Regions from separate parts of the Gossypium hirsutum genome. Here all the other regions are linked to region 1. A link is a contact called in public Hi-C data. All regions are on one chromosome and are shown on one strand. The core of a region is the stretch at or near the end of the contact, and the rest is flanking DNA. Distances in the headings are between cores, read along the strand shown.

Region 1 (4,672 bases), core at 1,293-3,792:
TTTTTCTATACGAAGAAGTATCGAGGTAAGTTCGTATAACTTGAACTATATTCTTAAATGCTTGAAATTTATGTTATTGATGTGAATATGATTTGAATGTTCATTGTATGATAATTGATGAAATATTGATAATATTTGATAAAAAGCAAAAATAAATCCCTGTTGGATGGAATGGATTTTGAAGGATAATTGAAAAGGAATTGACGGTAAAAAAGGATCTAGCCCGAACGGGTGATCTTGATATAAGCCCTCCCAAAGAATATGTGTAAAATGGATTTAGCCCGGATGGGTAATCCGAATTAGGGTCTGAATTTAGCTTGGACTGGTAATTCAAATCCTAGCTCATTAGAGTAATTGTCGTTGCAGGGGATTTAGCCTAGACTGGTAATCCCGACAATATTCTATGAGTTTATATTATAGGGGATTTAGCTTGACCTGGTAATCCCGCTATAAGGATGAGATTTGTGGGAGTGTGCTATCTGAAATGAAAATGTGCGCACATGAATATGAATTGACGGACCAAGAATTGTATACTAAAAGTGTACCTCTGAAAACCCATCGAAATTCCGAGAAATTCAACGGGATAAATATGGAAAAATAACAAGGGAATGGAAATCATGGTATTGATGAGCTCATCAATCATGGTATATATTATTGATACATGGAAATTATTGGACTAACTTGAATGTTGAGTTTGTGCATGTAAGAGTAAATATGCATTGAATGGATATTTGAATGTTTATTGCATTGTATTGAAAATATTAGGTTAGTATAATTCTTGTTACATGAGCTTACTAAGCACAAAGTGCTTACCCTGTTTCCTTTTCTCCTGTTTTATAGTGTTAAGAGCTCGGAGGTCGGATTCGGTCGGAGACATATCACAGTATCAACCTCAAGATTTCGGTATATAAAGAAACTTTATTTTGGAAATCAATAGCATGTATAAGCTAATATAGTAAATGTTAATGTGAAATGATTGTAAGGTCAGCCATTGGTATGACTAACAAATCTTGGTTTTGGTATGTGATGAGGTTATCTTATAAATATGCATGAATCTATCTTGAAAATATGTTGAATTGGATTGGTTGATGTGGATTGGTCTCGGTTTAAAATTGCAGGGTAGGTTAGTTATCTATAAAGAGGTTATATTGAGTTAAAAAAATTAAATTAATTTGTAAACTTCGGTAATACCTCGAACCCTATTCCGACAACAAATACGGGTGGGGTATTACATTTGTTATATAACAATTAGATAAAACTGCATATGATGTTTATTTTTCTCTCTCTTTTATTAGTAATTGTATTATTGACTACTTTTTAGACATAATACATATGATGATTTGATTTTAATTTTTATTACTTGTTTAGAAATTATTTTTATCATACTAATAATTTTTATAGTAATTAATATTTTTTAAAAATATAAATTATGTAACTGTGTAATTACAATTTGTATTACCAAAATATAACATAAAAATTTAGGATATAATTACACTTTGCCAACCAAGTCTAGAGAATTACAATCCTTTGTAATTACTATCTTAATAATGATATGCTTAATTGTATTGGTTGATATGATATTTATAAAAATAAATATGTAATTTGTTGAGGATAAATCTTTGAAGTTTCGGTATTTTTTCCTCAATATAATTAATTATGAATTCAGTATGGATAATATAAATTAATGAAAAAATTGTAAATATTTGTTTGATTTTCTTTCTTATATAAAATTATTATTAGAATATTAAATTGATTATAAAAAAAACTATATTTTATTTGGTGGTATTCAATCAAATTGATTAAATTAATATTTTGAAAATTTAAAGTGTTGTTTTTTAAATTAAAAAATTAAGTACTGAATTTAAATCATGAAATTTATTTGATAAATTATTTAATATTTATTATAGAATATAATTAGATTGTTTGGTAAATATAGATTTTAAAAGTAAAATTTTTATAGGATAATAAAATATTAAAAAATAAAATAATTGAAAATATTTTCCAATAGCTCTAGTTTACTTATCATTTTTTACAATTTTCTTTATAGAAAATTTTGATGTGTTTTTATTTTAGATTATCAAATTAATTAATTTAAATTTTTTAACAGTTTATCAAACAAAACGTAAAGTATAAGATAGAATTTAATGAAGCTTAAAACCATTTATTTATTTTTATTTAAAATGAAGTATAAAAATGTTTTGATACAAATATATTTATTGATTATTAACATAATTTTACCTAAACTAGGAATAAGTTTACCTCTCTAGAGCGGAAAATAATTCGTAAGTTTAAATCCACAAATATATATAATCATATAATGCAATTATGGCAATTCTTTTTAGTAATTGAATGTAAGATTTTAATTTTATATTTATTGATTATTAGCATTTAACTTAGAAGAATATCTTCGAAATATATGATATATTAATTGATTATTAGCATTTAATCATATAATGCAATTCTTTTTAGGGTTTGATTAAGATTTTAATTTTATGTAAAAAAAGAAGAAGAGTATCTTAATTGATTATTAGCATTTAACTTAGAAACTTCCCATTATATGATATATTTCATGATAATTTTACAACTTTTAATGACCTAATCTTTTTTGTTTTTTCAGGAAAGGGATATTAAACCTAAAACACATTGACACCCAGCAGCAGCCAACCTTCTTGAATCTATTTTCTTTTTTATTTTCGACCATAAATTGGTTTTCTCGAGAAAAATCTCTTTCATTTTGCTTGTTAATATAAAAACACATTAAATTTTGTGAAGATTCCCTTGATTGACTCATCGTATTTCTTTGAACAATTTGTTGTATTTTTTTTACCAGTTGACTCTTTTTTTGTTAATATTGATTATTCTTCGATCGTACGGCATTTGAAACGCCTTCAAAACCCGAAAGGGATTCATCCCTGAATTAGTCGACAAAATTTTCTGTTTTTCTTTTGGGTCCACTAAAACTTTTTCACTGCAACCTAAACCCCACCAATTCCCTTTTGTTGTTTTATTAAGAGGGCTCTATTTCCTCGAAAAGCACTAGGAAGCAAAAACCAAATTTTGAACTTCAAGAATCAGTTTAAATAATTAGGGTTTTAATTTGAAAAGGACATGGGAGGCTGCGTTTCTGGTGACTTGAAAGGAGGCAAGCAAGCTATAGGTGGGGTTCATGGTAGGCCCACTATGAATAATGACGCAGGATATAACGAAGCCATTGAACGCTTTTTCAGAGATAGAGGTCAATCTCCTCTTTTTACTCCAGTTGAGGTACTATAACTTTTTATCTATATTTTTGTTTATAATTAAAATTGCTGGGTTCACAATTTTTTATAAGGGTTTTGCATCAGAATAGAATCATCTTTGTTTACACTTAACTAAGAAGGAATTTTGAGATTTGACATTGATTTTACCATGGCATTACCGCATTAGTTTGTGTGTGTGTTTTGCCTATGTTGGATTGATTAACGAGGTTATTTGATTCTTAGCGTGTTTATATTATTTAGGCTTGACTGCAAACGTGGGATATAATTACATGCTCAACACAAGTATAATCAGATTTTTTAATATATTTGGATGTTTTTTAAAGGATCATATTTACAGGACATGTACATTAAAAAAAAGAAAAAGAGTCGCAGTAGCATAGATTTAAAGAGATCTTTTGAATGAATGTTTCCACTGCTTGGAATTGTTTCTTTTCTATTGTTTACTGTTCAATCTTCAGCGGTTCTAGGGCTCATGGTAGTTCTTATCGTGTTAACCCTAAATCTTTTACTATTTCTCTGCATCAATCATCATGCAAAGTAGATGTTTTTGACTTATTCTCTTCTGGATTAATTGATGTGTTATCATTGGCTTTTTCAATTTACTCAGCAAGTTTAGGCTTTCTGCTTTAAATTATACCGACCCACTTTAGAACTTAAGGCCTAATCATTGTTTTCCTGGTTGAAACAGTGCAAGATTCTCTTTTCTAGATTCTTGTACAAATAGTCGGGAAACACAAGTTCCTAATCATTGGTTTATTCTTTATCAAATAAATGTTTGTTCATATGCAAGGGCTTGGCATTATACGTGGTTTTTATTATCCTTGTTTATATTCCCTGGATGACTATATTATTTTTTATTTTGCTGGGGCACATAGGACCACATTCGCTGATGTGAATGTTTTATTAGCTTGGGCCTACCAGGGGACAACCATTTGGACCCTTCTTAGCAATAGCACATTTCACCGTTCTTTACTGGAATAATACATACTGATTATTATAATGAATGCATCAAGCTATCGACTATTCATATCTCATGCTTAGAAACCAAGTATTATTCTGGTGACGGTCTGTCACTGTCATGGCCAGACGCACTTAAAATGGTATATAAATTATTTGGGGAGATTGTGGTCATGCTCAATGTGATTGAATATTAAAATTGTCATGTTCCTCTAAGAGTATATGTTGGCGCTCTATGTTCTCTATCATGAGCCTACCGTTTTCCTAATGAAGGGTGATTAGTTGTTTCCAAGCATCTTAATGTTGCAAGGACACGATTCATGGATGCTGTTGGGATAGTAGAATAAATTATTATATCCAATTACAATTTTGGATGCAGTGGATAGTTCATATTAATGTTATAATGCGAAAACACTGCCACTTATGGTGCTTTTATGTTTTTCAAATGTGCATTG
Region 2 (4,338 bases), core at 1,217-3,716, 610 kb before region 1:
ATACAACGATTCTAGAACTTTTCTTTTATGCATGATCCTGTGATGTTTCGATTTCCTAATTAATATATAAAGATGGCAGCATTTACTTACAGTTTCATTCATATGCAATAGATATTTGAGAATGTAACAAAGTATTCTTTACATGCATCATCAGTCTATAGGTGCTGTTAATACTATTATAAGGAGACCTTGTGATGGGAAGCTGATTGGTTTTAATACAGATTGTGAAGCTGCTATAACTTCGATCGAGGATGCTCTAAAAGGTACCTTACATTGATTGCATATGTTTATTGTGTTGATTAGTGACTTGTCCATTCCGCCACTTCTTTACTTTTAAACTATCATATTTAGGTACTTTGATATCCGGGAAACTCTTCGTGCTAGTTGGTGCTGGAGGTGCCGGAAGAGCATTGGCATTTGGTGCTAAAAGTCGAGGAGCTCGGATACTCATTTTCGACATTATTTTGGTATGTCATACGCAACTCTTAAACAGGCAATGCTCCCTGTATGCTGATATGATTTTCAATTCTGCTCTGAACCCTTTTTTTTCTTGTGGAAAAGAAAGAGCAAAATCTCTTGCTTCTGCTGTCTTGGGTGAAGCTCGAACATTCGAACAAGTCATTAATTTCCGACCGGAGAAAGGAGCAATCCTTGCGAATGGAACACGCTCGGAATGCATCCATATACTGATCAGCGCATTCCAGTTGACCAGGAAACTTTGGGGGATTATGAGTTGGTGTTTGATGCTGTTTATACACCTAGAAAAACAAGTTTGTTGAAAGAAGCGGAGGCTGCTGGGGCAATAACTGTGAGTGGAGTTGAAATGTTCCTAAGGCAGGCAGTTTCTCAGTTCAATCTGTTCACTGATCGACAAGGTATCTCTTCAATCTCTTACCTGTTTAATCATCTTAAACTATACCTTAAACTTTATGGAACTGGGTTGCTCAGACTGGGTGTGAATGTTAGATAAGGGTACATTTTTTATATAAGTATGTTCTATCTTTTTAAGGTCTACCATGTATTTGGAGTCTTTAGAGGGTCATATCATCATACCATGTTTGAAAATGTGCAATAACTTTTTAGCTAGACTTTGTGAAAATTAAACAAAATGGACCCTTATTTGTATTCGACAGTAACATAGGTTACTATCATTTCTAAACTTATCTAAATTGAAGTGTAATTTTTATATATGTATAATATTTCCTAGGTTGGAAATTTGAAGATGTAATAATATCATTTTTTTCTATTTTTATTTGTTGAATAATAGTAGTAGATTGTATTTCTTCCATTCTAGTATTTCTAGAATTTCTACTAGGTTCAGTAGGGAAAATAGGTATTTGATCTGTTTTCATACCTATTGGTGTTGTGGAATTTGTACTAATATTATCTTCTTCTTCCTCTATTTGAGAATTAGAAGGTAAAACTAGATTATCATTTGTATTTATTATAGCATTATTTTTAAAATATAGTCTATCTCCAGATGACATATATTCTATAGTACTTACAGGTTTTGAAGTACTAGTACCACTTATTCTATCAATCATCCAATCTTTTGGTATTGATAGGTCTTTTAGATGTAGTAATTTTGGTTGTATTTCTGTAGTAAATTTATTAGGTTCAAATAACTCAGTTATTTTATTATTAATTTCTTTAATTTCTACTTCTGCCGTGTTGGTATATTCATTAATAGAAGTCCAACTTATTGCTAAATCTTCTGCTAAATCACTTATTTCAGAATTTTTTGTCTGAATTCTTAAACATAAACACTCTTCTATTAGAGAGTCTGTAATAGATATAAAATAGTTTGGTTTAACCTTAAATCCTATTACACCGGTATGTAAATTAGACTGTATTCCTCCAATAAGTGCTTTTATCGGGTTTTCAAATCTTTTATCTAATAAAACTGCTATAATAGGTATATCATGTTCTTTTCTAAATAAGGCTCTAATTGTTATCATAATTATACCTAAATGTATATATCTAACTTGAGGATATTTCTTTTTAATCCTCTTAATTTTTTCTTTAGTTTGGAGTGATAATCTGTGTTATTTCTTCCAAAAAAGTACATCCTAATACTGGAGAAATATATGTCATTAGTGTGGAAGTTGTTAATATGGTTTTTAATTTCTGTTTGTTTTGCAGCACCTGAAGAGTTTAAGCGGGACATTATTACGTCCGAGTTCTGATGTAGTGGATTACACTAAAACTTGAATAAAATTAATTGATGGAAAAATTCTAATAATTTCCCGAATTTTTTAATCATGATTCAATGTATTGGACATGGAACATTGAAGATAAGTATTAAAATATATATATGAAGAGAAAATAATATGCTTTTTTTTTCTTTTTTTCATTTGAATTAAAATACTTTGGTAACGGAAATAAAGAGTGCATTGCGAGAATTGAACCCGGGAACTCTCACACCCTAGACAAAATTCATTCCACTAGATCAAAAGGCCTTGACTGCTAATAGGTTACCACTTTATTAATATTTAAATAATACGTATATTCCTTTGTATCCAAGCGAAGTTATTTACGGTGGAACTTTGTTCTCCAGCTTTAGTAAGTTTGTTCCCAGTTTTGTATTTGCCATCTATGCCAGGTTTACCTCTCTTGCTTCTCTTCTTCTTCATCTCCCTTTCATTTATTCTACCAAAAACGCCTCTTACTTTTTTTTTTCTCACATTTCGTGCAAGACTCATTTTTCTTTGTTTGTACTCTAGTTTTAACAATGCACTTCAACTGTTCGATATAATGCTTCTTTATACAATTCGTTTCTGGTTTTCAGGGGGTGTTGTCTGTAAGATGTTGAAGCAAGCGATATGGAAGGTGTTGAGCAAAAGGGTAGTTTCAGATTCTGGTGATAAACTTCTTTTGCCTTGCTTGTACTTGCCCACGACTTCTTTTCACGCTGGACAGGTAGGTACTTTTTTTTTTTTCTTTTAAATCTTACTTCAGATTTTTTTTATGGATACCCAATTCGTTTATCCTTCGATTTTTTTCAATTAAAACCAGAACCACTAACCATTGTTTTCCAGAGATTGTGTTCATAGTTTGATAATTCAAGAAACAAAACATGAAAAATCTTATTTTGCAACTTGTTTTTGGCAAAGTCCTTTATGAGCGTGATGAATAAAAGAATTGAACTGGTGTTGACTGAAATAAGGCTAAATGCTCCTCGATAGCAAAGTAGTACCATGAGAAAATGAACCCTGTGGGGAGTGAAATAGAACATGAAGTCATGTGCTCGGAGCCCAGGGCTCTGACCGCGTGCCTGTTGAAGAAATTATGATGCTAGTAATGTTCCAAAAAAGGGTGGACTGGAGAGATTTAAAGCTTATTGTAACATCTACCTATACGGTAAACATAAAGTAAAGTATGGCCTGCATTAGGGGTTTGAAAATCGTGGAGACGAAAATTTGAAAGATGAGAGAGGGAATACATAAGCTCTGTTCGTGCATCTTTGTTTTGTTGACGTGTTGATTCAAAGAAAATCGTGTGAATCTAGTTCGACGATGTATATAAGCTGTTCATTTATTTGATATGTTAATTGGAAGGAAGTTGTGTAAATCTAGTTGAAAGGTTCTACTTTTCCAGAAAAATACCTGCTTCATTCCTTCTTCCTATTTCCTTTTGCTTAATCTGCATGCGTATAACTCTGTTTGCATCAAATCAACCCCATCATCTGTCCAATTCATATTATCAATCTATGCTTATATGCCTAAGATGCAATGTGCAAAAAATAAAAGCATTGGCTTGTTGAACTAAGGTGTAATATGCATATATGTGTGTGTTTGATAATGAAGTCTAAAGAGTAGTCCAATTTATCCGCAAAACATGCAAAATTTTCTTTCTTTTGTCTGTCAAAATGCATGATTTCCTTATAGTCTCTTATTTATTGTTGAATGCTCAAATATTGAGAAGTGTATAGTTTGATATTATCCCCTTTTTAGTGATATTATCCCTTGTGCCGAAGTGTTGCTTCATTAGCTTGTGAAGTTCAGAGTTGCAGACTTTATACAACATTTTCCCTTGTACAGTTTCATTGTTCACCAAGAAGTTTTTTTGGGGTAGAGGATTTTCTTGATGATGATAATAGCAAGCCATACACTTATCAGAAAGGAAAAAAGTCGAAGAATCCGAACAAGCATGTCTCATTTAAACAACGGACCGAAGCCTACATGGAACCATTTACACTTGATGTCTTCATCTCGAAGCGGTTTGTTTCCGCTTCTGTCACACATAGGGTGACATGTAAGCAAGTTGCAGTCGCAGGCACAAACTCGAAAGACATTAAAGCAGTACTGAGATCCAGATCGGACATTCCGGCTTGCTTGG
Region 3 (4,640 bases), core at 970-3,469, 680 kb before region 1:
ATGATAGCTTGATGTTTTTGAATGTTAATGATGGAAAATGAATAATTGTTGATAGATTTTAATGTTCTATAAAGTGATTTTTGATAAAAATGTCAAATAAGAATTAATTTTTATAATGTGCAAATTGAGGGGTTTAAATGTGAAATAAAGGAAATTTTTGGACTGCTATGGAATTCGACTAGTGTGTATTTGGATTGAATTGTGTGAATTTTGTGTAATTATGAAATAGGGACTAAATTGTAAGAAATGTGAAAGTTTAGGGCTAAAATGTAAAAATACTCAAATATGTGTTTAAAGATTAAATTGAATGAGTAGTTGACTAAATGGACTAATTTTGAATACATATAAATCAAGAAAGAAAGAATTCAGATTTAGATCGTGGGAAACCAAAAGTTATTGAGTAATTGATCCAATTTGTCAATTCCGAGTACGAGGTAAGTTTGTATGTGATAATTTTGTTATAAATGTATGTTATATGCTTTGGTATTGCATAAAATGTGATTGTGAGACTACAGATAATGTTTGAATTGTGAATACAACTATATGGATGTGTTCGACAATGAAATAGACAAGCGAAACTTCTCGGTTAAACCTTAGGAATAATTAGGATGCTAATGACATGTCATTAGGCTATTGTGTTGGCTTCGGGCAATGATATCGGCACTCCGGGTGAGAGTGATCCTTTGATTTGACTACGGGCCATGGTATAGGTATTTCAGTGAGGAGTTACCTTAATTTGGCTACGGGCCATGGTGTAGGTACTCCGGGATAAGTTACCTTGATTTGGCTACGAGCCATGGTATAGGTACTTATCAATTGAGATCTTGAGTATTCGACTTCTATTTAAAATGGTTCAATGGGTAGAGAATGACGTAGTTGAGAAAGAGGTTAGTACGAGGTGGTATAGGTACGTACAAAACCTATTCAAGTATTACATTGAACAAGTTCAATGAGATGGTATTTGATCATGTTTTGAGACATGATAAAGGTTCGTGGTTAATGTGATTTTGATTTGGTAATGTGAAAATAGCTAAATTGCATTTATTTGATGAATTGATATATTCACTTACGAACTTACTAAGCTATAAAGCTTATTGTGTGTTATTTGTCTATGTTTTATAGATTTCTTTTATGAAAATATGAATAGAAGGCTATGTGGTACTAAGGGTTATTTTAGCAATGCTTTCGAAAAGTGCCGTAAGAAAGTGCTTTTGAGAAGTATTTTTGAAAATTTTGGTTAAAAATTTGAGTGTTTAGCATTGTTGTCAAAAAGTATTTTTGAGAAATAAAATATTCATTTTAGACATATTATTATCAAGTAACAAATATACATTTAAATAATGTTTAAATTAGTTAATATTATTATATTTTAGTGAGAATAAAATTTTTTTTACTATAACTTGTTAATATTTTATTATATGAAATATAAATTTTAAATATTTATAAAATTTAATTAGAATATATAAACTATATTTTAAATATTTAAATATAACCATTAAATATTTATAATTAAATATTTATAATTAGTATTTAAAAAAATATTTTTTATTTTTAATTAATAATTTTAATACATTTGTAATTAAGCACTGGGAAAAAAAAAGAAAGTACTATGTTATTGGAAGGATAAAAAAAGTAATTAAACACTAAAAGTATATTTGGGAGAGAAAAAACTAAAAATTTTAACTTTTTCTTCTCAGAAATGCTTTTTAAAATGCTTTTGAAAAGTAAAAAATTTAAGCAAAAAAACAACTTGTTTAACACAATTTTTCTTCTAAAAGTGCTTTTGGGGTTAAGAGGGTTTTTTTTTAAACAATACTAAACATGCACTAAATATGAATGGAGTTAGATCCGGATTGGTTCAACTTTTTTAAATTTATTAGTTAAAATATTTTATATTTTGAAAAAATTTTAGATTTTGTTTCTATATTTGAAAACTTGAAAATTAAATCCTCTTAAATTTTATTTTTATGAATTAAAGTCTAATAATTAAAATCGTTAGTATTTATTGTACAATTTTGTCAAGTTTGGCATATTAATTAAGTTGTTCTTATATGACATGTTAATAAAAAATAAATGTATTAAATTAAAATTGGATTAAACCTTTAAAGATGAAAAAGTAGAAGGATTCAATTATAATTTTAAAGTATAGGGATTAAATATCAAATTTGATAAAATTACATGAACTAATAATGGAATATTTTACCAAAAGGGCTAGTCTAGGCAGAAAAGGAAAAGACTCCTTACGCAGAAATAATTCTGGTCGTTAACAAAATCTTCTCACCACAGTACCATCAAAATTTACATACAAAAAAATCTCTCCCTTTCTTCCCACCTTAGGGTTTCTTTGTTTCTTTTAAACTGTGCCAAAAACCTTAACTAGGTTCGTCACTTTCTGCTTTTCCTTTTTTTTTTTATTTCTTTTTTCTTTCGCATTGTCCTTTATATCTCTGTTTTGCTTTGCTTTACGTTTTTTTTGAATATGGCCTGAACTTTTTGGTTTCTGAACCTGGGTTTTGCATTTGAGTTTCTCTTAAAGCATTTAAAATAACAGACTATTTTTTTTGAAAAAAAAAAGAGCTCAAAACTTGCTCCTTTTTTTTTGGCAGCCGGGTTTTGCAATTGTTGGTTTTATATACTTTTTAACAGTGGAAAAGTTTCTGTTTGGGGGGGAGGGGTTTCCTTCAATGGAGGATCTTAAGACAGAGTTGAGACTTGGTGAGTTAAAGAGCGAGAACCTTCGTAAGTCACTTGAGCAAGCCAAAGGTCTAGCGTCTTCAGTTCTGTTGTTTACTTTACAATGGAAAGAATTGGAGAGTCATTTTGATTCGATTCAACAGAAAATTGAGGAAAGGGTTGCTGTTTTCGAGTTGCGAGAAAAAGAGCTTGAAACTACTATGAGAGTATCGAGGGAAAGACAAGAAGAGATTGGTTTGAAAGAAATTGAATTAAGTTTGTTGAGTAAAAAGGTTGACGAATGCAATGTTGAGCTTACGTTTAAAGAAGAGGAAATTGATCGGAAGCGGAAATTGCTGGAAGAGTGTTCATCGGAGTTTAAATCAAAAAACCAGGAGTTGGATTTGGTTAGAAAATGGGTTGAGGATTGTTCTAAGGAGCTTAGTTTGAAGAACAAGCAATTGTGTTCTGTGCAAAAGTTGATAAGTGAATGTTGTGAGAAGCTAGAAGGGAAGGAGAAACAATTGATTTTGGTTGAGGAACAAATTCGAAAATCCAGTAATGGAACTGATGCGTTGAAAGAGGAGTTGGAATGTTTGCAAAACTCGATAAAGGAATGCTCTAATCAACTCGATATGAAACGGACTGAACTTGTTCAAAGCCAAGAAATGGTTGAGGACCAGCGCAAAGAGCTTAATGAGAATGAGAAAAAGCTAGATTCAATCAAGTCCTTGATTCAGGATTATGAGGAAGAACTTGAAGCCAAAAGGGAAAAATATGAAGCACTTGACAAATCTATCTGTGTTCATGCTGCTAAACTCGATTATAAGGAGAAGAAATTGGGGTCGATCAATGAAAAAATTAGGCATCGCTTGCAAGAGCTTCATTCAAGAGATGATGAACTTGGTTCACTCCAAACATTGATTCTAAGGAGAGAAAAACAACTTGAATCAACAAAGGAGGAGCTCAAATCAGTTGAAGCAAGGGTGAAACTATGTTCCAAGGATATCGAATTGAAAAACCAAGAGTTCAATGCTATACAAATGTCCACGGAAGAACTCAGTCAAGAACTCCATTTGAAAGAGAAACAACTCAGCTTGGTTCAAATATGGATTGAAGGATGCTCCAAGCAGCTCGAAGCAAAGGAGGAAGAGCTTACCTCAATTAAAAACTCAATCTTGGAGTGCACCAAGGAAATTGAATCAAAACAACTGCAGCTTGAAGCAATACAAAAATCTCAAGAGGAACTCTCTGGCACGCTTGAGTCAAAAGAAAAGCAACTGGATTTAGTCGAAAAGGCATGCGGTGAACGACTACAGGAGGCTAACATGAAGGAGAAGCATCTTGATTTGCTTAAAAGATCATTAGAGGAAGGCCTGGAAAAACTGGAAACAGAAAAGAGGCAATTTGAAGGTCGTGTCAAGGAGTTTGAACTGAGGGAAAACCGATTCGATTCCGTCCAAAAGGCTGTTGAACAGAGAAGTAAAGAACTCGAATTGAAAGAGAAGAAACAATCTAATGGCCTTCACTCTCAAGCGAGCAGCAAGAATCCTAGTTCTTTTTTCTCGCGGGCTGTTGGAATAGCTAACACAGAATCAGGTGGATTCTCTATTTTTATGTATCAATTCACTGATAGCTATGTTAGTCAGACTTGCATATATGTTTCAGGTATCTGTACATATTCAAAACAGGATGTGTTTTGTTCTTTTTATGTGGTTGTGGAGCACCATAAGACATGCTCATTGTTCTTTACTTTCAGTCTCTTTATTTCACTGTGTTTACTATTTCAAAACCATGGTTGAAGTTACACCCTATGGCCAATATGAAGATTTTGAAAGCTTGGTGGCTTGTAGGTGACATGATTATGTTTTGCTATATTAGGGCAACCATCCGCTATTTTAACAACCCTGTGAAGGACATTTTTTATTCTAGCTGTTCTAGTTATAAAGTGAGGAAATCTCATTTGT

The links. A called contact is a pair of places that touch in the nucleus more often than the background predicts.
Region 2: a contact with region 1 is called in a Hi-C map of leaf, with 5 times the contacts expected there. The contact joins the promoter of LOC107948832 here to the promoter of LOC107945996 in region 1. A contact is called at or near these places in 17 of 34 Hi-C or Micro-C datasets (anther, callus, fibers and 4 more).
Region 3: a Hi-C map of leaf shows a contact between it and region 1, with 1.9 times the contacts expected there. The contact joins the promoter of LOC107895009 here to the promoter of LOC107945996 in region 1. A contact is called at or near these places in 2 of 34 Hi-C or Micro-C datasets (both in leaf).

Annotation. Positions count from the first base shown.
Region 1 is chrA13:67,657,582-67,662,253 of Gossypium_hirsutum_v2.1, reverse strand. LOC107945996 (protein BONZAI 3) reads left to right here and starts at 2,542. Exons shown (of 16, transcript XM_016880184.2): 1 at 2,542-3,264. The coding sequence starts at 3,109.
Region 2 is chrA13:68,268,875-68,273,212 of Gossypium_hirsutum_v2.1, reverse strand. It overlaps LOC107948832 (50S ribosomal protein L18), which reads left to right and starts at 2,466. Exons shown (of 3, transcript XM_016883485.2): 1 at 2,466-2,602; 2 at 2,789-2,919; 3 at 4,041-4,338. The coding sequence starts at 2,596. It overlaps LOC107948831 (bifunctional 3-dehydroquinate dehydratase/shikimate dehydrogenase, chloroplastic), which reads left to right. Exons shown (of 9, transcript XM_016883484.2): 6 at 155-263; 7 at 352-467; 8 at 562-875; 9 at 2,143-2,276. The coding sequence ends at 690.
Region 3 is chrA13:68,334,588-68,339,227 of Gossypium_hirsutum_v2.1, reverse strand. It overlaps LOC107895009 (FRIGIDA-like protein 5), which reads left to right and starts at 2,219. Exons shown (of 5, transcript XM_041085061.1): 1 at 2,219-2,380; 2 at 2,607-4,272. The coding sequence starts at 2,685.